Linked DNA regions of Sus scrofa: regions 1 and 2 are each linked to region 3. A link is a contact called in public HiChIP or PLAC-seq data. All regions are on one chromosome and are shown on one strand. The core of a region is the stretch at or near the end of the contact, and the rest is flanking DNA. Distances in the headings are between cores, read along the strand shown. Region 1 overlaps LITAF (lipopolysaccharide-induced tumor necrosis factor-alpha factor). Region 2 overlaps CLEC16A (protein CLEC16A). Region 3 overlaps LOC102157603.

Region 1 (2,963 bases), core at 33-2,532, 210 kb before region 3:
AACTGCGGCTTGGCTGTTCTGTTAAACTCAGAGATGCTGTCCTGTGGTTTCCAGGGTGTCCCAGAAAAAGGGACACAAGTCTTATTAGATGGGATCTTGCACACAGGTGGCCTGCTCTTGAGTGATGCAGATGCGTGATGCAGATGGAAAATGAGCGATGGAGAGAGAGAGAGAGAGAGAGAGAGAGAGAGAGAGAGAGAGAGAGAGAGAGAGAGAGAAAGAGTGTGTGTGTGTGTGTGTCTGTGCCTGTGTGTTTGTGTCCGAATTCGGGCTGTTCTTAAGAGTTTCACGTGGCAGGAGTGAGGGGTGGGTGGAAGCCATTTGAACAGATCCTTTCGGAAAGGGTGGCTGGGTGGGCCTCCTGCCCCTGGGGGAACCAAATTAAAAAGAAATGAGGGGGGGAGGGAAAAAAAAAAGAAATGGGCTGACTGAAGTGGCATTTCCGGGCCTGGGGCCTGGGGGAGGGCAGGCTGTGGAATTTATTTAGAAAGCTTGCAAAGCAGCTGGTTATATATATTTTTTTCCTCTCTCTCTCTTTTTTCAAACCTTTCCCGCTTGTTGCTCATGTTCTTTTCAGCGTTATGAGCATGTTTATGGGGCTGTTTGATCCACAAGCAATGTTCCCAAAAGGCAGTGTCCTGAAGTTCCAGAACACAGGATGTGAGCCCAAGAAAGTTGATGATGGTCCATAAAACGGGGGTGGGGTGTTAATTTCCTTCCAGAACCAGAAGCTCAGACCCTTCCTTCCTTCTAGATGTCTCGGGAGGTTGCCCTCCTGACCCCCCCAGCTTCCTAACACCTGTGCATTAGTTCTCAGCAACACAGCCTCTGGCTGGGTTCCTTCCCTTTTGCGGGAAAGGGCCAATGGTTTGACCCAAACTATCTGCAGAATGTTGGGTGCCCCAAGCCCCTCTCTTTTGCCTCCCAAAGCCCTCCCTTCGCAACCACGGCAAACTGCTCTTTGAGGCTTTCTGGCCGCCCGACACTTTTTGCTCTTCTGTTTTTTTTTTTTTTTTTTTTTCCTGTGACTCAGTTTTCATCATACATCGTGGCAGCAGCTCTGGGTCAGCCCTTCCTGAGACAGGAAGGGCCAGTGAGTCTGTGACGTTGCACTCAGAGGTCACCTGGCTGAAGTCTCCTGGGGCCCAGGCCGCAGATGGGGGTGGGGATGGAGCCCCCGCGGGCCGGGAGGGGACAACAGCCAGCCTCAGAGGGGAGCCTGGTAGGGAGGTGTCCTGGGCTGCTGTCTGCACCCTGTCTTGCCTCCTGCCTCTGCCCCTTCCTTTCCTGTTGTGTCAGAGGACACTGACACAGTCATATACCTTAACCGCGCTTCAAAGTCAGTCTCAGTTTGAAACCGTGAACCCGTGTCGCAAAGACGTCCAGGGTCTTGTTAACCCATGTGTGGTTACCCTTCTGTAGCCTGGTAATGCAGACACCCCACTCCGCCCCAACCCGCCCACACCTAGGGGCTTTGCTTCGTGTTTCTGGAACAGCTCTGCCTCGTCTTTGCTGTCCAAGGTTGGGCCTTTCCTCTTCTCTGTAACCTTCCATGGCTCCCGTTGCTCCATAGCATTGCTGTCCCGTAAAACCAGAAAGCAAGCCACACAGGCGATGTAGCACTGTCTGGTACCCACATTTTAAGAAGTAAAAACAGGCACTCCCGTTGTGGCGCGGTGGTTAACGAATCCGACTGGGAACCGTGAGATTGCGGGTTCGATCCCTGGCCTTGCTCAGTGGGTTAAGGATCCGGCGTTGCCGTGAGCTGTGGTGTAGGCCACAGACAAGGCTCAGATCCCTCGTTGCTGTGGCTGTGGTGTAGGCAGGCAGCTATAGCTCCAATTTGACCCCTAGCCTGGGAACCTCCATTTGCCACAGGTGTGGCCCTAAAAAGCAATAATAAAAATAGTAATAGTAATAATAATAATAATAAATTACTTAAATATAATTGAACAATTCAGATCCTCTGTCCATTCCAAGTGCTCAGCAGTCTCGTGGGGCTGCCGGTGACCATATTGGACAGCCCAGACTATCCTTCTGGAAGGTTCCATCAGACAACACAGGCTTACAGAATGAGGTCCGAACATCTCTGAGGGGCTTTTGAAATTTTCAAGCACCCAGCCCCAAGCTATCTAGCATTATTGATTGGTTTTGTTTTTTGCAGATTGATTTTCCTGTGCCTGTCTTTGCCCTGGAAAGCCCCTTCATCTCTTTCCATAGAGGAATCTCCTCTTTGAGGCCGGGCTGGAAGGCTCAGCGTCCCCGCAGGACGCTCCCCTTCTCCCCACAGCAGAATGGACTGCTGCCTCCGATTCTGTGGGTTCTAGAAGAGGAGGTAGCGTGCGTGGGAAGCGGTGGCAGGCCTGTCCGACTGTGATCCACTGTCGTCAAGCCCCGTTTCTCCTGAGACAGGTTTCAGTGGATCGTCTAACACACGGCGGTAGCCCTGCCCCGTTGGAAAAACAGAACCAGACAAAGGACGGCACTGTGTCCTTCGCCAGTGGCCCAGGGGCTGCGGAGCCTGGAACCGCAGACAGGAACACACCCCGGGTCCAGGCGGTGTAATTCTAGGCAGGCACAGCTCTGCCGGGGCAAAAAAAAAAACCTTTTCTTTGCCTTCACAAAAGGACACGTGTGCCTGGCCATTCTGATTCTTATTTTTAAAAATGAGAACTAGGGAGTTCTTGCTGGGGCGCAACAGGATGGGAGGTGTCTGTGCAGCGCCAGGAGGCAGGTTCGATCCCCGGTCCGGCACAGTGGGTTCATGGAGCTGCCATTGCCGTAGCTGCGGTGGAGGTCGTGACTGCGGCTTGGATCTGATCCCGGTCTGGAAACACCACATGTTGCAGCGCGGCCATAAAAGAAAAAAGGCGGGGGGGGGGCGCTAGTTGGTGTGCATGCATCTGTTTGTGTTTACTTTTTAAAAAACCATTGATGTATATACAGAAAAGAACACATGACTT
Region 2 (2,996 bases), core at 335-2,834, 180 kb after region 3:
ACAGGGCAGCTCTGAGTCGTGGCCAGAGAGGCTGCATAGCTCACACAGCCTGAAGCACTTCGCCCCCTGGCCCTTGATGGAAACTGTATGCACAGCCTGGAAGGGTCCGGGGCAGCGGCTCTGGCCCCAGGAAAGCTTGGGTTCCCTCCAGATCTGCCCACGTACAGGCCATGGGGCGGGCCCCGGGCAAGTCTCCCCACTTCGCTGAGGCTGCCTCCCTTCACCCACTGGTGGGCAGGCCTGGGGAGGGGGAGGATGTGAGGGGACACCCTGCTCTGTCCCCACCTCAGGACTTGGGGAACCCATACCCGGCCACCTCGGAGGAGCTATTCTGTCCTATTTGTGTGAAGTTATTCTTGTCTAAGGATCAGCTCCCTAAAAGCTGGATCCCTATGTACACTCCCAGCCAGGCGCCCCGTTCGGGTGGATGAAACGGCATGTGGAGGTGAGGCCTGGAGGGAGCCTGGTGGCTGAGTTCCCTGCCCCCACCTGTCACAGACAGCTCCGTGCCAAGAACAGCAGGATTAACGTGCTGGAGTTCTCAGGAAGAGGCATTATGTGATAAACCCTGTGTGTGTGTGTGTGTGTGTGTGTGTGTGTGTGTGTGTGTGTGTGTGTGTGGTGGGCTCTGATTAACGACGGCACACATCAAGGCAAATCCAAACACCCGTCAGGAAGATTCCCGGGGGGCAGGCGGCCACAGCCCCATGGAACCAGCCTAATAGCTGCTTAGGGCTTAATCACTTCAAGTGGTAAACCCCCAAGTTTACCAGCTGTTTGTCTGCCTCGAAAATGAATCACTCCTTCACAAATCAAAATGTCAGGATGGCTCTTCCTGAGCTGCTTATTTATCAGAACCGTAGACAGAGGGGTGGGGGAGTGTGCTAACAGGGCTGCGCCTCAGCCTTTTACGCTGACAACGCCCCAGCCCAAACAGACGAATGATGTGGCTGTCACTGGCCCCTTCTCCCGAGACACACGTCTTTTCTCTCGCTTTTTTTAAAGCCCTGGTTTGTTACTGTGAGACTCGCTGGGTGGAGTGTGCAGCAGAGAAGATGCTGAGATTGCAGTCAGGGTACTAAGGGTTCTTCATTTGGGGAACAGACCAGAGGTCAAGCCACAGACTGACAAAAAAATACAGTGCACCTCCTGCAGGTGCTCAGAGTTAAATAGGAAAAAAAAAAAAAAATCCCCAACCGCCGATACCACCTGTTGGCGGGTCCAGCTCAGCAGAGGCAACTGAAAGCATCTTTCCCTCCCCTGCGGCCCTCCCAAATCCACCTCCCTTCTTTCCATGGCACAAGGACCAGAAAGGCTCGGCAATGTTTCTGGTTTGCTTTTTAGCAAGGTGTCCAGATTCCCCTTGCAATTTCATGGGGCTCCTTCCCACATGGAGGGGGCAACACTTTGAGAGCCGGTGTGACCCATCGGGGGGCTGGGGGGCCCCGGCAGAAAACTCAGGACCAGCGCCTGCAGCCGGAAGCCTCCCCTGCTCTTGCTTCACCCCTGGAAGCCAGTTCCTGATGAGCTGGCTCTGGCAGAGGCGCCAAGGGGCTTTCTGGGCGTGAGTCAAACATGCACGGGCTGCCAAGTCCTTGCAAATGCGCAGATGTGCCAGAGATCACGGGACAAGGGCACAGGCAGACGGCCTCCCTGAGAGCTTGCCCAGCAGATAAAATTCCTGGCCCTCCCTGAGGATGTCTCAAGAACAGCCTGCGGAACGCATATCAAAGGCCGTATGGATTTTCACACCAGCCGGCTGATTCCGCATCTAGAAATTTACGCTGCTGAGGGGGCCGTGGCAGGAACTGCTCGGGCGATGAAAGCACGGGGGTGTGACAGGGAACGGGAGCCCCTACCCATGCGGCAGCTGGATGCGGAAGATGGTCAAACACGCTGCTGGTGGAAAGGATTACGTAAGGGGGAAACGCTCAAGACACAGTAAATGAGAGAAGGTTAGAAGAAGCATGTCCCATGGCAGAAAAAAAAAAAAGAGAAAAGCAAAACCAAACCAAATCCCGCTTCTGCCTTCCTCCTTGCATGGGGAGCAGACTGGAGGGGTTCAAGCCGAAGTCGTGGCAGAAGCGGGTGGTTTATGCTGAGCTTTCATTTGTTGTGCTTGTCCGAATTTTCCAAGACTCCCCCTCTGAATGTTATTTTAAACCAGGGAAAGGATGGAGGATGAAGAAGGCATCCAGCTGTCTGGGAGCTGGACAGGCCAGAGCCGGAGGCCCTAACAGCCCCGGGACCGGCTCCGGACTCCAAAGCGCTCTCCCCGGCTCTCGCTAAGGGCCTCCCCGGGCTGGCCAGGCATGAGGCTCCCAGCAGGTGGACCTGGGCCAGCGGGGACAGGCATCCCCTGCTTTCCAGGAGTCCGGGCTCCACAGGGTCAGGCCGGGGTCTTCCTGCTGCCCTCTGGCCCCTTTCTGACAGTTACTCTGGGAAGATGAACTCAAGAGTAACTCTCTGGCATGTGTCGAGCACAAAAATACCACCAAAAGGTCAGCCTTCTATTTTAGACCCATTGAGAGAGGGAGTGCTGAGCTGGGAGTCGGAACCCCAAGGGCGCGACCGAGCTCTGCCCACGGGGCCTTTTCACCTTGGACAAGCCCCCCCTCCTTCAGGGGCCTCTGGGTCTTTTCGTGAAACACAATACAGTTGGTGAGGATCTCCCGGCTTAAACGGTGGGTAGTTTTCTCTTTACCCATAAACCTGAACTTGACCTGAAGCCCACGACCTCCCTGGGAGGCAGGCAAAGGAGAGGACCCGGAAAAGTGCACCCTGGACATATGTGCTGGGCACCTATAACATTGTACGTGGAACACCCACTAAAGCTTTCCCCGTGAGGACAGGTGGCCATGGGAGGCAGGGGCCAGGGCCAGCCAGTTGCAGCCCAGAGGCCTGCAGATGTGTTGCAGTTATTTATTTCTGTGGCCACGGAAGTTCCTGGGCCAGGGATCACACCTGCACCATAGCAGTGACCCGAGCCACAGCAG
Region 3 (2,906 bases), core at 11-2,510:
GTGGCGGTCCCCTCCTGAGGCCACTGCACCCAGCGGAGCCGCCCAGGAGAAGAGGTCCAGGCAGGAGGCCAGAGTCTTAGGTTCGTCCCCCCAGGTGAGTGGTGACTGCGAGGCTGTGGAGAAGACACGACCCGCATGCCCAGGACAGAGCCCCGCCTGCCAGGCCCTCTTCCAGGACCCCCGCTCCAGCCTGAGGAGCTGCTTCGGGGTGGTGAGTGTGCGGCTGCAGAGGCCACTCAAGCAGATGGGCTGAGGGACAAAGGTGGCCCTGGCCCCGATCTAGCCCCCCGCCCCCGCCTCTTCTAAGCTACTCCCCAGGGTGCGGGGGGGGGAGGAGGGGGGGCAGGGTCACTGATCGCGGGTGCTGGATTGCAGGTGGACCCCGCGCCCTTCCTTAGCCTGTGCATCCAGGACCCCTGTGGCACCCAGGAGCACCCACCTGCCTGCAACCTGGCAGCCGCCTACATCCACCTGTGTGCCCGGGGCTCCGTGCCCCTGGACCCTCCTCCACAGTGCGGTAAGCTGCCGCGGCCACTCGCGCTCCAACCCTGCCTGGTTGACTTCTGCCTTCCATCCCAGAGAGAAAAACCAGGTTCTTTCTCATAGCTCCTGCCAAGGAGTCAGGCACTTAGCTGTCGTACAGTGAGCCAATCATCAAAGCAAAGTTATATGCAAAGGGGTGCTTATTGAGAAAGACAAAAAGGGCTCGTAGCTCCCGCCTCCATGCCAACTCCAGTGAGCCTGTGACCTCTGGCACAGGAGACAATCTCCGGGAGGTCAGGCAGCTGTAAAGTCAGCTCCTAAAAACATAGAACCACAGGAGTTCCCGTCGTGGCTCAGCAGAAACGAATTGGACTAGCATCCATGAGGTCCCCGGGCCTCGCTCAGTGGGTTACGGATCTGGCATTGCCACAAGCTGCAGTGTAGGTTGCAGACGCGGCTCGGATCTGGTGTGGCTGTGGCTGTGGTGTAGGCCGGTGGCTACAGTTCTGATTCGACCCCCAGTCTAGGAACCTCCATATGCCGCAGGTGCAGCCCTAAAAAGACATAAACTTAGAACCACAGACTTGCCATTAGGGGGGTTGAATGTCCACTCCCTACAGTGTCTGGGGACCTCCAGGCAGCCCTGCAGCCGGTGCCGTGCATGATTCCTGTAGCTCAAGCCCCGCTCCCCAGACCCGGAAGTTAGAGACTACAGCAAACAGCAGCCCTGTAAACAGAGCACTTACTCATGACATTCGTAGAAAAACAGGAAGCGGGGGGAGGTTACTGGAAGATCTAGAGTGACAGGGAGAGAGGTCTCTACATTACAGGAAGGATGATTAGGCTCAACAAGGAAAAGGGGGAAGTGATAGTCCAGGAGCAGGGTGGTGGTCAGGGGATAGAAAATTCCTAAGGGGGAGTTCCTGCTGTGTCACAGTGGAAACGAATCTGACTGGTATCCATGAGGATGCGGGTTCGATCCCTGGCCTCGCTCAGTGGGTTGGGGATCCAGTGTTGCCAAGAGCTGTAGTGCAGATGACAGACACAACTTGCCTCCTGCGTTGCCATGGCTGTGGTGTAGGCTGGCAGCTACAGCTCCTGTTTGACCCTTAGCCTAGGAACTTCTATGAGCTGTGGGTGGGTGCGGCCCTAAAAAGCCAAAAAAAAAATCCTAAGGGGTAACATCAGGCGTGGGCAAGATTCCGGCTCACCTGACCTAACGAGATTCTCGCTGAAGGCAGGCCCGGGTGGTCCCTGGGTGAGGACCCCTAGTCAGATGTTGAGGTGATCAGCTGTGGGGGGTCCTGCTAGAGCTGGATGACACAGAGATGACGGGAGACCGAAAGTCAGGGCTTGCTTGAGAAGAGTTGTAAGGAGCCCAAATAGAGTTTGATCAAGGAGAAAAATCTTTCTCCAAGACTTCAGATGCTAGAATTAGACATTATTAAAGACAAGCACCATTCCAAAACTAAGTTTTAGAAATGAAAAAATAGGAGTTCCCACTGCAGCGTAGGTCACAACTGCACCTCAGCACCGATCCCTGGGCCAGGCACTCCATAATCCGTGCGTGGGGTGGCCAAAAAAAGGGGAAAAAAAAGAAAAACGAAGAAAAGTATTCACTGAAATTTAAACCTTAATAGCAGAAGAGAAAATTAATTGGAAACCATGAAGGAATTTCAAAAACAAAATGAGGATTTGAGAGATGTGACTCCTCAGATTGAAGAAGTACAACGCGCCCCAAATGCTGTTAATAAACCCTTTCCAAGACCCATCAGAGTGACTGCAGGAGTTCCTGCCGTGGCTCAGTGGAAACAAATCTGACTAGCATCCGTGAGGATGCAGGTTCAATCCCTGGCTTTGTTCAGTGGGTTAAGGATCTAGCATTGCCATGAGTTGCGGTGTAGGTTGCAGATTCGGATCTGGCGTTGCTGTGAGCTGTGGTGTAGGATGGCGACTACAGCTCTGATGGGACTCCTAGCCTGGGAACTTCCCTATGCTACGGGTGCGGCCCTTTAAAAAAAAAGAAAAGAAAAAGACACAAACAGAGTGACTGCAGCAAAACCAAAACAAAGGTCTTCAGAGCCATCAGAGAGGATGAAGAAGAGGTGATCTTTCAAGACCCAACCTCCTACCAGCAACGACCGAAGACGGGGCCTGAAGCTTTACAGCATGAAGAGAGAATAATCGTCGGTTTAGAGTTTATGCCCAGTTCAGCTATTATTTAAGATTAAAGATGAAACACCTTCAGCACTGAGCTGCCTGACAGTGTCTTTGGGAAGCTGTCCTTAGTGATACAGGGACACAGCCAGGCACATTCATTCACGAGCTGTTGGTGGCTGCTTTTGTGCTACAGTGCGGCGTTTTGTGACCAAGGCTAGCCAGCCGCCAAGCCTAAAATGTGTACTCTCTGGCCCTTTACAGAA

The links. HiChIP or PLAC-seq counts read pairs in DNA pulled down with a chosen protein or histone mark.
Region 1: an H3K27ac HiChIP or PLAC-seq map of alveolar macrophages shows a contact between it and region 3. The contact joins two enhancer-like sites. A contact is called at or near these places in 2 of 2 datasets of contacts at active chromatin or transcription factors (alveolar macrophages and skeletal muscle).
Region 2: an H3K27ac HiChIP or PLAC-seq map of alveolar macrophages shows a contact between it and region 3. The contact joins two enhancer-like sites. A contact is called at or near these places in 1 of 47 Hi-C or Micro-C datasets (epiblast stem cells) and 1 of 2 datasets of contacts at active chromatin or transcription factors (alveolar macrophages).

Annotation. Positions count from the first base shown.
Region 1 is chr3:31,562,264-31,565,226 of Sscrofa11.1, forward strand. The region is part of intron 1 of LITAF (lipopolysaccharide-induced tumor necrosis factor-alpha factor); the gene reads left to right. Among named protein-coding and RNA genes, the nearest start is that of LITAF, 81 kb to the left of the region's middle. Within about 2 kb of position 1,283, at least 39 of the 83 cell types and tissues checked have an H3K27ac peak or open chromatin away from gene starts, as enhancers often do. A contact at or near this core is called in alveolar macrophages, where this site is marked.
Region 2 is chr3:31,951,712-31,954,707 of Sscrofa11.1, forward strand. The region is part of intron 23 of CLEC16A (protein CLEC16A); the gene reads right to left. Among named protein-coding and RNA genes, the nearest start is that of SOCS1, 71 kb to the left of the region's middle. Within about 2 kb of position 1,585, at least 39 of the 83 cell types and tissues checked have an H3K27ac peak or open chromatin away from gene starts, as enhancers often do. A contact at or near this core is called in alveolar macrophages, where this site is marked.
Region 3 is chr3:31,768,526-31,771,431 of Sscrofa11.1, forward strand. LOC102157603 reads left to right here. Exons shown (of 53, transcript XM_021086611.1): 51 at 95-211; 52 at 376-517. Among named protein-coding and RNA genes, the nearest start is that of RMI2, 45 kb to the right of the region's middle. Within about 2 kb of position 1,261, at least 8 of the 83 cell types and tissues checked have an H3K27ac peak or open chromatin away from gene starts, as enhancers often do. A contact at or near this core is called in alveolar macrophages, where this site is marked.